Linked DNA regions of Mus musculus: regions 1 and 2 are each linked to region 3. A link is a contact called in public HiChIP or PLAC-seq data. All regions are on one chromosome and are shown on one strand. Each heading gives the region's core, a stretch centred on a gene start, on an enhancer-like site or on the middle of the called end of the contact. The rest is flanking DNA. Distances are from core to core; before and after follow the strand shown. Region 1 holds the start of Nudt18 (nudix (nucleoside diphosphate linked moiety X)-type motif 18). Region 2 holds the start of Dmtn (dematin actin binding protein). Region 3 has its middle 14 kb from the start of Gm30500.

Region 1 (4,387 bases), core at 1,867-4,366, 1.9 Mb before region 3:
TTGTTCTAGGATTGGACCAAGAATAGAGCCAGTCCAAGCAGTGTCTGACCCTGTGGCTCGGGCCAGGGCCCTTGGCTGGCACCTTTCCCTGCAGAGGCCCTGGAGAGTCAGTGGCTCCCTCTCTTCTCTCTGACTCACCATGTCACCAGCTACAGAGCTGGAAGTGAGCTCTGGGGTGTATCTTCCTGCGTTGGCTGCTTTTTTTTTTTTTTTTTCCTTTTCCTTATAAAACTCTCCTACATTTTTCTCTTAAAATAATTGTAGATTTACATTCAAGTTACAAATATAGCACAGACCGTGGTGTGCTGGGCACATACCTTTAATCTTAGCCTCAGAGGTAGAGGCCAAGGCCAGACGGTTACATAGTGAGAGCCTGTCTCTAAAAAACAAACAAAAACAAAACAAATGTTAGCACATACAGCTTTCAGTTACCCTTGACCTCGTGCCCCCAGTGGGAATAACCATATTCAAACATAGTCTTTTCATCACTGTGGAACCTTAGCATCACAGCTAGAACCAAATAATCCCATCTAGGAAGCCACCACCTACTGGAATCTCACCAGTGTTCCCATTTTTTGTCCCCCTTTGTGTCCCAGGGTCTAGAAATGCCGGTGTCTCATCTACACTGTGGCTGTGACTCCTCCGAGTCAGCAGATGAGCTATTTGAACAGCCCATCCCCCTCCACTGCCCTTCTCACCTGTCTCTTAGTCAGGAGACAGGATCTGCTACATTGTAAAGGACTCCAGCATCCCAGACACCCTTGCTCATCCTGCCTGCCCAGCTCTGTCACCATGTCCCTGACTCTGCCTACCCCTTATCTCCCCTGCTCACAGGTTGTATACACGTGTGCATGAATGCACCCTAAGATGGCCTGCTCCCGTAGGTTCTGGGAAATCAGTACTGGTAGGACTACGCTTGTTTAAGGCTATCCACTCCAGGGGTGTCCTCTATCTCAGAGGAAAGAAGACATGCGTGGAGGTGGGCTATCCCAGCCTCCTTTCCTGTCTCATTATCCCCTTCCTGTCCAAGACTCACCCACCTGTCTCTGACCACTGCTCTTTATCCTAAGGCCTTGAGAAATCCAACCTTTTTGGTTGCCTCCCCAAGCACTCTGGGAAGGACTGTACCCCCTTCAGATGCCTTCTGTGTGTCCCCTTCACCCTTTACAAAGGGCTTTCGGTGTTCTATTGCTTCCATGTGCCTTATGACAAGGCAACGAGGCCTTCCGCAGCAGATGCGTGTTTTCCCCTTCCCCCATGATAATGGAACTGCGGTTGTGGCAGCCTTTGCTCTACCAGGCAGTTGGGCCGGCTGCTGTTTATCTTAGGACGCCTCTGCCACTCTCCCAGCCTGCCCAGACATGACCTCACCCTCTCCCAAATCATCCCTGGGAGAAAGAATGGAGTGTCTGACCAGTGCTGCCTCCACTTCACAGATGGGAAAACTGAGGCACTGAGAGAGCAAAAGGGGGGTAGGGGGAGAGGAGGGTAGGGGAAGAGAGAGGTGGAGAAGAGAGAGGAGGCCTTTAACAAGTGGCTCTGCACCCTGGGGCCTGATCTTGACCCTCTGCCGATGACTACAGTTAATTTAGAAATAGGAGGTCTTCAGTGGCCTCAAGTCAGAAGTGTCCAAGTGCCTGAAAATACTGTGGGCCACTAACAGTGCCCATCCAACCTCACGTAGATTTCCTCTTCAGGGAGTTTGCATCAGCATCGGGGAGAAGAAAGGCTGAGACCAGTCCCGGAGGGCTGAGATCGCCTGCCAGTCAAGTCTACAGAGCACAGATGTGGTTTTGTGGTGCTGGGAATTGAACTCAGGGCCTTGTGTATGCTAGGTAAATACTCTACCGCTGAGCTATACTCCCCAGTTTCACGGTGTGTGTGTTCTTGTATGTGCAGGTGTGCTCTATGGACTATGGCTTTGAGACCCTACCTGGAGAACAGGTGGGCTGCCTGGTGACGGTGTTCAGATAGTGCATGGCTTCTCCCAAGCTCTCTTGGCTTCTCAACAAGTATGGAAAAGGAGGGCTGTTACAGACCTACTGTACAGATGAGGACATTGAGGCCACCCAGGGCACAGAGCACGTCAGTCAGCAGAGGCTGGATGTCTGGCTTTTAAACTCCAGAGCTTTGTCAGTACCATCAAGCCACTGTCCCCCAAAGGAGGTACACAGAGCCAGCAGTGGGGGAGGAAAGGGAAGTCTGGGATGGGGTGAGGAGCCCAGACTTGGCCTGCTTTGTGGATTCCTCTCAGCTGGCCCTGCCTTCCTGTCCTGAGTGGAGGTTAAAGAAGCTCAGAGGAAGAAAGGTCAGGCTGGGAGAGAAGCAGGAGCTGGCCAAAACAACCCACACCCTGTTCCTCATGACCAGGCCCTGGACGCTGGGTAGGAGGGCACCACCCCTGCCCTCTAAAGATGGAGTCTGTTTCAGAAGCCTGGGAAAAGCATTGGGCACAGGATCGGATGCAGGCTACAGTGCTGACTTCAATCTCCCTTTCATTCATCCCCCCCCCCCTTAGCTTCTTCTCATCCCCAGCCTTGTCCCACCTTGACCACCTGTCCCATCCCTCCTCTGAGGCTTGTCAATCACGTTCCCCATCCCCCACCCCACCCCCAAACCAATCCTTTAGCCTCGGACTCTTAAAATGCCCTGTGTCCATCGACCTAGACAGATCAGAATTTCTAACGCAACGTTATGTGCCTGAGCCATACCACATTCAGAGCATTTTAACGAAGTCAGAAAGTTATTTGGGGCCTATTCGTCGTGAGCACTTCTGTGGTTCGTTTATGATAAAAGCTGGACAGTGGGAGCGAACGGCGGAGTCTGGGCTTCCGTAATGTCATCGGACGAGTGACGCCATCGACCCTGGTCACAGTGGTGTTCATCACCCTACAGGCAGGATGACATCACCGTCGGAACCCGCGCGGACAAGTGCGTGCTGGGTGAATTAGCTAATCGCTAGGGAGAGTGTGAAGTGAGGCTGAAACCCAGGAGAGGAGGGGGCAGAGGGAGGATCCCGGCGCCCCGCCCTCCCGATAACCGCTGCGAGCTGGCCAATCCGGGCAGGCCGCAGTGACGCGCAGCCTATCAGCGACCAGGTCTCTCCCGGAGGTTCCGTGTTAGTCTTGGCCCTCAAGTCAGGGGAGGGGGCGAGGGCGCCGCGGCCCACCGCAGCTCAGGTCCCGGCCGCTTGCCTCCGGGGGTCTGGCAGGTCCCGGCTTGCCACCTCCCCGGAGACTTGATGGCCACGGAGGGCCTGGCAGGGGCGCTTGCCACCGTGCTGGGGGGAAAGGGGTTGCTGGTGCAGAGCTGTGACTCGGAGCCGGCTGGGAAGCCGCTGTTTCCCGTGCGGCTGCGGAAGAATGTCTGCTACGTGGTGCTGGCCGTGTTCCTCAACGAGCAGGTGAGCGTCCGACCGGCCGCTGGCCTTCGGCTGGTCTCGGGAGCGTGCCGCCTGCCCTGATCTGAACAGGCGAGCCAACGGCCGCTGCCTGTATGTGGCGCTTCCCAATGTTGCAAAGCACTCTCAACACTAGCAGCTGAGCTGAGATCGTCCTTCTGTAGACTCTATAATATGGAAGGAGAAGCCGAGGTCCCGGGGCGGTTTATCTCATCCACTAGACCTCGCCCCCCACCAGGAGAGGCCTGTAATATGCCCCCTTCCTTTCCAGGAGTCTAGACTCTCCCGGCGCCTCGGGAGAGTAATGGGGAGCTTACATGCAGGCCTCCGATCCTGTGAGAGTTCTTTTTAGTGATCACTTCTGCACAAGTCAGCGTTATAAAATCCTGGCCAAGAAGGGGTAGGTTGGTATAGGGGTGGAGCTAAGTTTCAAAGCCTCAGACCCTAGATTGAGGACTTGACACAGGCGGTTTGTAAGTCCCATGGGAACAAGAGCAAGACAGTGGCATAAATGAGTCAGTATAGGAGTGGTGGCAACCTTCAGGAGGAAGCCTCCTAGAGCAACGCCCAAGGTCCTCAGCCCCTTTCTACAACAGAAGTCCCTCTGGGTTTGAGTTACAGCAAAGCGGAGACAGCCACTGCTTTCAGCCATATCAGGGCCTGACTCCTGAGGATCCAGCATCCTAAAGGTGTCTGTCTACCAAGAAGGGAGCTTTGGGCTGCCATCCAGGTAGGGGCTACTCTTCTGAAGCCCCCAGACTGGCTGGGTAGGAGTGAAGATTGTCTCACTTCCCTCCCTCCCAGGATGAGGTGTTGATGATACAGGAGGCCAAGAGGGAATGCCGGGGGACATGGTACCTCCCTGCAGGAAGAATGGAACCAGGAGAAACCATCGTGGAGGCCATGCAGCGGGAGGTGAAGGAGGAGGCAGGGCTGCTCTGTGAGCCAGTGACACTGCTGTCCGTGGAGGAGAGGGGCGCCTCCTGG
Region 2 (4,255 bases), core at 359-2,858, 1.9 Mb before region 3:
GAGTCCTGAGGTATATATAGCTGGATCGGCAGATCTGGGGAGGAGAGGAAACTCCCACCCTAAATCCAGATTCTAGAATTCAGGAGAGGTCCCCATTCCACTCTCCCCACACGTGAGCTCTGAAAGAATTCTGCAGACATTGCCCACCAGTGGGTAGACAGATGCTCTCCTAGCCTCAGAAAGACCAACTAGCTGTATGGAGACAAGACTCCCAGGAGCATACATGCAGAAGACAGAAGAGCTCTGCCCAACACATGGCTGCTGACAGAACTGCACATGGGTGCACACAGGGACTCTGCCGCCCTCCTTGCCAGAGCACTCGCCCACTCTCCCTGCCAGACCCCCACACAATGACACATGGTGCTAAGGACACCTACTTGCACCCACCCACTGATCCTCCCCTTGGCACCCGTCATCTGTGCTCACAGCTCCCTGGCATGGCCTGCTGAACCCATCCCTGTTCTGAGCACGTGAACCCCAATACTCCCAGTGCCCTCACCTGACCCATCCCCACATCCCTCCACTCCCACTGCACCGTTGCCTTGCTTGTCTTAGACCTACAGCCTGGCAACCAGTCTTCTGGGAGGAGACGCACAGGTGTGCCTGCCCAGCAAAGGAGTATGGCGTGTCTGGTGCCGAGAAAGGAATCCCTTAGGACCCCCGGGGCTCTCCAGGTTTATTCAGCACCCAGTCTCTCTCAGTACACTAGCTGCTCGCAGGCAGAGAGCCAGGCTAAGCTCTGCAGTCACACCCTGCTACACAGCCTCATTCTTCGACGAATCCCTACCCTAACCAGGCTAACCTCAGCTAGGAGGGGCTCCAGAGTGGGCTGGAAACCAGCGGCTTTGGCCCCCTCAATGGACCCCTGCCACTCCAGAGGGCACCTGGCCTGGCGGGAGGGAGGCTGCCAAAGATGTCTTGCATCATTCAGCAAAAAGCTAACAGCTCCCTCCACAGACTGTGCCCCATGCTCCCACCCCTTGAAATTCTGGCCACAGAAGCTTGGGGGGGGGGGTGTCCATGAAAGGGAATGCTGGGGCCCATATGGACTCTTTGCACGGCAACAGCCTAGATCCTTCCTCCCAAATAAAAAGGGAGTTTGATCGGGTCAAACCCAGCTGAGCACCTTGTCTGGCCACCTAGGCCTATTCTCCCACTGACCATTTTCCAAAGCTGACCCTGTCCTAGCATCTCTGATATCACCCAAAACCATGGCCAGATCCAGAGGTACAGCCCAAAATACCTACGTAAAGAAAGAGAGGCAAAAGACCCTGTCACCTACCTCCTCCCAGACAGTGGGGCCCAGGCTCTCTGAAGCCCCAGGAAGCAAAAGGCTAGGCCCTGGTCGACTGGGTGGCCGCGTTTTCTCAGGAATCTAGGTAAGAGGCAGCTTCTCCAGGAACCCAGCCGCGCTTTACGAAGCACAAATAACAGGAAGAAAGCCGGCTTAGGGTGGGTGGGTGGGGTGGGAGCTGGCGAAGGAGGGGAGCTGGTCTCAGCTCAGCGGTCTGATCTCCCTCCTGAACCCCCACCCGCTTCACCAGTCCCCTGCTGCTCTGCAAGCCACCGGCTTGGGTTCCCGGAGCTGGGGAGTCCGAGTCTGGTGTCTGGTGGGCGGGCAGGACGAGGAGCGGTCTCTGGGCGGGCGGGCCCCGGGCCCCTCCCCACCAACAACTGATAGTGGCGGGCCCCAGGGTGTGTGAGTGTGTGCGTTTGGGCGTGTTGCTGGTCCAGTTCATCTCAGCTGCTGCTGCTGCAGCTGATCCATTTCAAACAAGGGGCTCATTCGCTGGCATCATGACGAAGCAGAATCGGCTGCGCTGCGTTTTCCCCCTTTCCCATATCCCGGCTCTGCAATATCCACACTCAGAGCCTCTCCAGCAGAGTTCAAGTTAGCGGCTGTTACTGATAACTGAGGGGAGCTATGCCCACCCGGCTCTCCAAGAACCTGCAATTCAAACCCCATTCATAATGCTCCACCATCTTCCAGAAGCAGATGAGAGGCTCTGTGGGGGATCCCCCCACCTCTGGGACAGGGAACAGCAGGGGCACCCGAATTGGCCATCCAAACATTAACCCTCTCTGAGGAGGACAGATAGAAGGATGGAAGGAACCAGGTCATAAATACATCAGATTCAGATTGGATTTTCTGTAAACTTGATCCCCTGGGGATCGTAGTAGGGGCCAGGGAGAGAATGAAGGACCGATTTTTCCCAGGAAAGCTGTTTTTGCAAAAGGAAGCTTTCTATCAGATGGCATCCATATTCCAAAGAGACATGCCTTCTCTCTGTGGCAAAACTTCAACCATTCCAGGCCTCCAATGTTGGCTTTGGGGTGCATCTAGAAAGCCTAGCCCTCTAACCCCTATTAGCACTAACTGGCCTCTTCCCCACCTCCATGTCGGCTGCAGACTTGCCTACCTAGGCAGCCTTGCCGTTGCCCTGGTAACCACTGCCCACAGCCGGTCAGCTGATGATAGCAGCAGCTATTGGGGCAAAGCTAGGATCTGGAGAGGGGGCTCTGGGGTTTCTGAATGGAAAAAAAAATCTCAGGGGGAGGGGCTTGAAGGAGACAGGTAAGACTATGGCCTCAGCATCCGACCGACCGACCGACCGACCGACCGTCTTCAAAGAAAAGAGGACTGGAGGAGACAGGAAGGGAGGGGTGTATCTGGAGTAGCAGAGGACAGGGACGACTGTAACCTGAAGGTGGCTTGGGCAGAAGGAGAAATGACAGAAGGCAGGTAGCTGAGTGGCCGTGAAAGGGGGAAGGAGGACCGGGAATCCAGGCTTAGCTGCTGGGATGCAGCCACTGTGGGCCCTGTGGAAGGGGCAGACAAACAGAAACAAAACCAAACAAACAAAACCCCACCTGGGCTAGGGGAGGGACATCCAGTCCCAAGGAGATCTGCGTGGGGTATACCTTTAATGTGTAGGAAGGGGACACAGCCTTGGAGGAGGAGCTACCAGTCCTTCTCCATAGCTAGCCCTGTCCTCAGCCTAGCCTCTCACTGTCCCTTCAACCCCACCCTTGCCGGCCAGCCTGCCCGCCCCAGTCTGGGTCTGAAAGAGTGGTGGGGAGGGAGGCCTACTCCTAAGCATTCCCCATCCCTCTGGAAGACCAAGGACCCAGGGATCTGACACTCGGCAGGCCCTTCAGATTCCTGACTCTGCTCCTGCCTAGTTTCCTCATCCCTTGATTAGCAGTCCCTTCCAGACCCCACTCCAGGAGACATGTTTTCCAGTATAAGGGTCTCCAGAGGTATGCTGGGAACGAGATGATGTCAGAAAGGAGAGCTGTAGACAGGAGTGTAGAATGAGGTGGGTTAAGAGCCCTGGGTAGGAGTCAAAGATCCAGGAGGGGCGTCCCTGCCTGACGGAAGAAATCAGCCTATGAGGCAGGGGAAGAGAGAGTCCAGGGAAAGGGCCAGGAGGAGGGGAGCATGAAGGAGGGTTCTCAGTACCTTCAAGGGCCCGGGGCGTGGGGCAGGAACACAGCAGCCTCTGCGGTGACATACACCTCCATCCCTCAGCGCATCTCCTCTCCGCCTCCCGTTGCCAAGACAACCTCCTGGCAGCCCAGGCCCAGCTCAGCAGCGATGGGAGGGGGAGGAGAAAACGCAACTCCTATTGCTTCTTCCTCAGGGAAGGGAGGGGGCCTGCAGAGCCTATAATGCCCCTAACTGTACCATACCAAGGTGTGCCCGCCTCCCACTCCCTCCTAAGCCAGGATAGGCTACAGGAGTGCTCTGGAGGGAACCGTAATTCAGGGCCAGACAACAGGCTGGATGGCAAGAGGACTGCCTTATTCCAGGCAGCCCATCCGGTAGGTGGGGAAAGGTGAAAGGGACACAGGATTCACAGCCCTGGTGTCAAAAAACCACATTCCAGAAGGTCACTGGCTGGGCTGGACATGTGGCCATGGGCTTCTACCTCTACCTGGGTACCTCTTTCAAGTCCCCAACCTCCCCCTACCTAGACAAAAGTCTGAGTCCAAGAGAGCCTCTTCTAGTCTCTCTAGGCCCAAATCCACTCCTCCACACCTCAGTCACACAGTGCTTGGCAATGCCCCCAACCCCCATCAGCCAGACATCTCCGGCAGGCAGGAATAGTTCTAGAGCCCAGTTGGCCCAGGAGCCAAGAGGCCCAGGGAGTTAGAGCTCCCCCTATCGTCCGCATGTTGTCAAGGTCATCCGTTGCTAGGAGGAATGTGGTGTGGAGGTGGGGATGAGTGCATGGTGAGGGATGGTGGAGGT
Region 3 (4,026 bases), core at 943-3,442:
TAATGGTCTTTACTTTCAGTCAGTAGGATTAACATTATCTGCAGCTGGGGGAGAACATAAGAAAGTAATGACTCTCAAACAAGGGTCCTGCGACTCTTCTTTCTCTTCTATTGAGACTGATAACAACTCCACGGTGGTTACCAGTAACCTAGCTCCTTCTGCTTTAATCTGCTCAGTTAGTTGTCATGGCTACCTGGCCAAGACTACTAACCTAGTTATCATCAGGAAGAATTTTACACTGTAGTGAGAATGAAAATTTAGATGAAACACTTTTTATTGTCTTGGAAGCATTATGATGAAATTGCAAACTGTTTTTGTACGTGTAGTATAGTAGATGGTCTCTCTCTCTCTCTCTCCAATAAACATTAAAATCCTTTTACATGTAGCACTGAGCTTAAATTTGTGTGGTACTATGAATACTCAAATAACAAGAATATGGTCATCACATCAAGCAAGGGATTGCCTTGCAGCTTGTTGAAGAGACAAACATGGAAAAATAAATCAAAATCCAGAGCTGACTGCCTAGTCCTGGGGGCAGACAGACCCAGGAAGACCAAGTTGCACTCGACTGAGTTTCTTCACATCTACACATCTGAAAAACAGGCTTCTGAACAGCTGCAGGTTTTCCAAAGACCTTTCAGTTTTCTGGATTGTTCTGACACCATGCTAGCACACTGTAAATACTGTGTGTTCACTGACTGTGGTGGTTTGAATAGGTTTGGGCCCCATAGATTCTTGTGTTCAATGCTTGGACACAGAGAGTGGCACTATGAGATGTGATCTTATTGGAGTGGGCATGGCCTTATGTCACTGTGTAGGTGGACTTTGAGGTCTCCTATGGTCAAGCCCCACCCAGTGTGGTTGGAATCATAGCCTCCTCCTGTCTGTCTTCAGAGGACAGTCTTCTCCTTGCTGCCTGCAGATGGCGATGTAGAACTCTTGGCTCCTCCAACACCATGTCTGCCTGGATGCTACCATGCTTCCATGACAATGGATTAAACCTCTGGAACTGTAAGCCAGCCCCAATTAAATGCTGTTCTTTATAAGAATTGCCTTGGTCACAGTGTCTCTTCACAACAATGGAAACCCTAACTAGGACACTGACTGACATACCGCAGGACTTTGTGAATTGCTGAAGATCCTAAAACTGTCTACCCCCCTTACGATTAGGGGTGTGTTCCAGTGATGACATCATCTAAAAGGCTACAGTTTGAAGTCTCTCAACAGGCACAAGGCAATCTACAATAGCCATGGGAAACAGGAAATTTTAATTTTCAAACTCACCACATAAATCATTTTAATTATGAGAAAGGAACACAATAACTTAAAATGTAAATATTGTTCAAGAAGTTGGTCAAAATTCTTTTCTTGTTGGCAAAGAATGCAATTTTGTGCCACGATATTCTGAGGCATCCCATTGCTATAACGGAGGAAGTACAGCAGCTGCTTCAATGTGGGCCACAGGTTAGACTGTGAGCTTATTTGCTGAGGCAGAATTCCCAGGAAGAGCAGGATCTTTACTACCTGTGTGACCCTCTGTGGGTAGGCTCCTGCCTCTGGGTGAGAGTGAACTGCAAGAGGAAAAGGAAAGACCTTTTACAACACCTCCCCTGGGCGGGCTGGTTCTCCAGTGCATATGGTCTCTGAGTGAAAAATGGGGACATGACCATTCCAAGTTATTGTTGACAAGGTAGATAGGATGGAGAGAACAGCCAGAGGCATTTGGAAGGGTCCAGACTGAACATGTCCTGCAAACTGAACTGGGGGGGAGGAGGGGGGTGAGGAGCATAGCAAGCAGGGCAACAGAGATCCAGGAGGGGAACCTGTTATGAAATGTTATATGCCAATGGGTGGGGGTACCTGGCGGGCCCATGTCAAGGTATCTGTCACGTCACAGACCTGGTATAGGGAGGTTTATTTGGGGGAAGGGAGGGAAATGAAATGAGGATCTGGAGAAGGGGTAGAGACAGACAGAAGGGAGCAGAGTGCAGAGAAGCGGGGGGTGGGGGGTGGGTGGGGGGGTGGGGGGAGAGGACAGAAAGGACAGAGGGAGGGGAAGCAAGGAAGGGGAGAGGGAAGAGGGAAGGGGAGGAGGGAGAGAGAGAGGCCAGCAGTCCTTTTCCTATGCTGTACTTGGCTTGTACCTAGCAGCGGCAGGTGATGACATAAGCAGCTGCTAGGGCCCAGGGAGGAGCCCAGTGGAATCGCCTGTAAGCCAACAGAGACAGCAAGGGGCCAAGAGGCTCCGAGAGGGTATAGCCAAAATGGCTGAGATTAACTCGGGAAGCGAAGCAGGGGGAGGGGATCGGAAGCCCAGCCGGACCGCTCAGCTGAGGACAGTTAGGGTGGGGAGCAGGGTGAGGAGTGCAGAAAGGACCCACAGGGACTGCGCCTTGTCCTGTGTTTCTTTGAGACCTAAACAGGGTTTATGACTTAAAAAAAAAAATGCCTTGTGAGGCTGAACATAACTCAGTCACGGACTGCAGAGATAGGAAGAAAGTACAAACAAACTTTCTCGGCAGCCAGTTCCTTCCGAGATTAAGTGACAAGCTACTGGGGAGGCCGCCTAATCTCTTTTGTCTTGTTTTTACCCTACCCCCACCTCCATTTGAAGCTAAATCTTTCCGGCAGGGGGTCTGTCAGCCTTGGGCAAAGGATTGGTTTGGTTTTGTTGCAGTTTAAGAGGGCTGACAGTTTGTGACTTAAAAGAGCAGACCCAACAACCACTCCCATAGCTAGCATAACAGCTGTTTCCCTCAGGACCATTTTGTGAATGAATGTCCCATTACTGGTGATGTGAGGTGTGAAGTTGATGAATGTACATTACCTGGCTTCGTTTGATGCCTATCCCAGCCAGAACCAAACTGCCCAGCCAGGGAATTTGTGCCAAGTTAGCTGGTATCTAACTATCACAGTGATGTTTACAAGTGTCCTCCCCTCCCCCACCCCCAATCTACTTTGCAGCATACTTCACAGGCCTATCACTTAGTGATGAGTGAAATGGTCCACAGATTCGGAGTCGAAGTTCTTTCCGAAGTTTTTAGGGAACAGTAGGGCATCTTTGACATGTAGGATGTTTGAAAGCTGCCGAGGTTAAATGATGTTGGAGGCTCGTGTTGGAGGCTTCTTGACAGAATGAAAACTGGAGTGCGAAAGTCCCTTACACAAATATTGATGAGCCAAGAATCCTGCTCTGGAGGATGAATAGTCTCTTAAAGGCTCACTGTAGAATGCAGATGTGATTTCCTCCTCTTCTGAACATGTACCATCAAATACATACAGATCAAGATTTCAGGTCAGACACTAACGTCTAAAATATTATTATACAAAAAATACTTTTTAAAAAATGTTCTTAAAAGAAACATCTCGGTTCTAACCAATTCCAAGTTGACTTGAGGCCTCGGAGATGTGAATGGTCTGGGGATACCTGATGCTACTGATTGTCCCTGGGGCAGCTGCTAAGTAAGGCTTGGGGGACCCTGTTTGCCCCAGCTTCTAGGCATATCGCCAGGAAAACCACCTGGACCTAGCCAATCCACCCCGACACAGCCTAGGCCATCCATTAAGGAGAACAGGCACTCTGTCAGATCTTCAGGAGCCAAGAAGGAAGGCCAATCATTGCCAAAGTTGCCTGAGCATCCCCACAAGTTTCAGAAAAGGATTGTGGAAGCATCCTGGAATCTGGGAGCTCCGGGGTATCACACAGGTGGCTGGGCCTCATAGTGCAGCACTCAGTAGCCTTGAACTCATAACCATGACCCTCATATAGTAGGAAGAGTTTGGTTCCCATGACTGAAGCCACAATGTCCCCAGCATATTCCTGGTTTTGGAGACGAAACTGTTCTTTCTCCATACATTAGGGACCCAGGGAAAGCCTTGAATCAGTCTAGCCCTCACCAATGCCTGTACAGGCCTGTATTCCCAGTACTTGGGAAGTGGACGCAAAAAGATCAGGAGCTACAGGAAACTTGCCTTATAAAAAACAAACAAAAGGTTGAATTCATAGAAGCAGAAAGTAAAATTGTG

What was found. HiChIP or PLAC-seq counts read pairs in DNA pulled down with a chosen protein or histone mark.
Region 1: a contact with region 3 is called in an H3K27ac HiChIP or PLAC-seq map of embryonic stem cells, with 4 times the contacts expected there. The contact joins the promoter of Nudt18 here to the enhancer-like site in region 3. A contact is called at or near these places in 1 of 39 promoter capture datasets (cranial neural crest) and 3 of 115 datasets of contacts at active chromatin or transcription factors (astrocytes, embryonic forebrain and embryonic stem cells).
Region 2: an H3K27ac HiChIP or PLAC-seq map of embryonic stem cells shows a contact between it and region 3, with 6 times the contacts expected there. The contact joins the promoter of Dmtn here to the enhancer-like site in region 3. A contact is called at or near these places in 1 of 39 promoter capture datasets (hippocampal neurons), 3 of 484 Hi-C or Micro-C datasets (cardiomyocytes, cortical neurons and palatal mesenchyme) and 5 of 115 datasets of contacts at active chromatin or transcription factors (embryonic forebrain, embryonic stem cells and forebrain).

What each region holds. Positions count from the first base shown.
Region 1 is chr14:70,574,708-70,579,094 of GRCm38.p6, forward strand. It overlaps Nudt18 (nudix (nucleoside diphosphate linked moiety X)-type motif 18), which reads left to right and starts at 3,117. Exons shown (of 3, transcript NM_153136.5): 1 at 3,117-3,403; 2 at 4,205-4,387. The coding sequence starts at 3,242.
Region 2 is chr14:70,625,457-70,629,711 of GRCm38.p6, forward strand. Dmtn (dematin actin binding protein) reads right to left here and starts at 1,609. Exons shown (of 16, transcript NM_001252662.1): 1 at 1,283-1,609.
Region 3 is chr14:72,504,274-72,508,299 of GRCm38.p6, forward strand. No RefSeq gene overlaps it. Among named protein-coding and RNA genes, the nearest start is that of Gm30500, 14 kb to the left of the region's middle. Within about 2 kb of position 2,193, at least 63 of the 459 cell types and tissues checked have an H3K27ac peak or open chromatin away from gene starts, as enhancers often do. A contact at or near this core is called in embryonic stem cells, where this site is marked.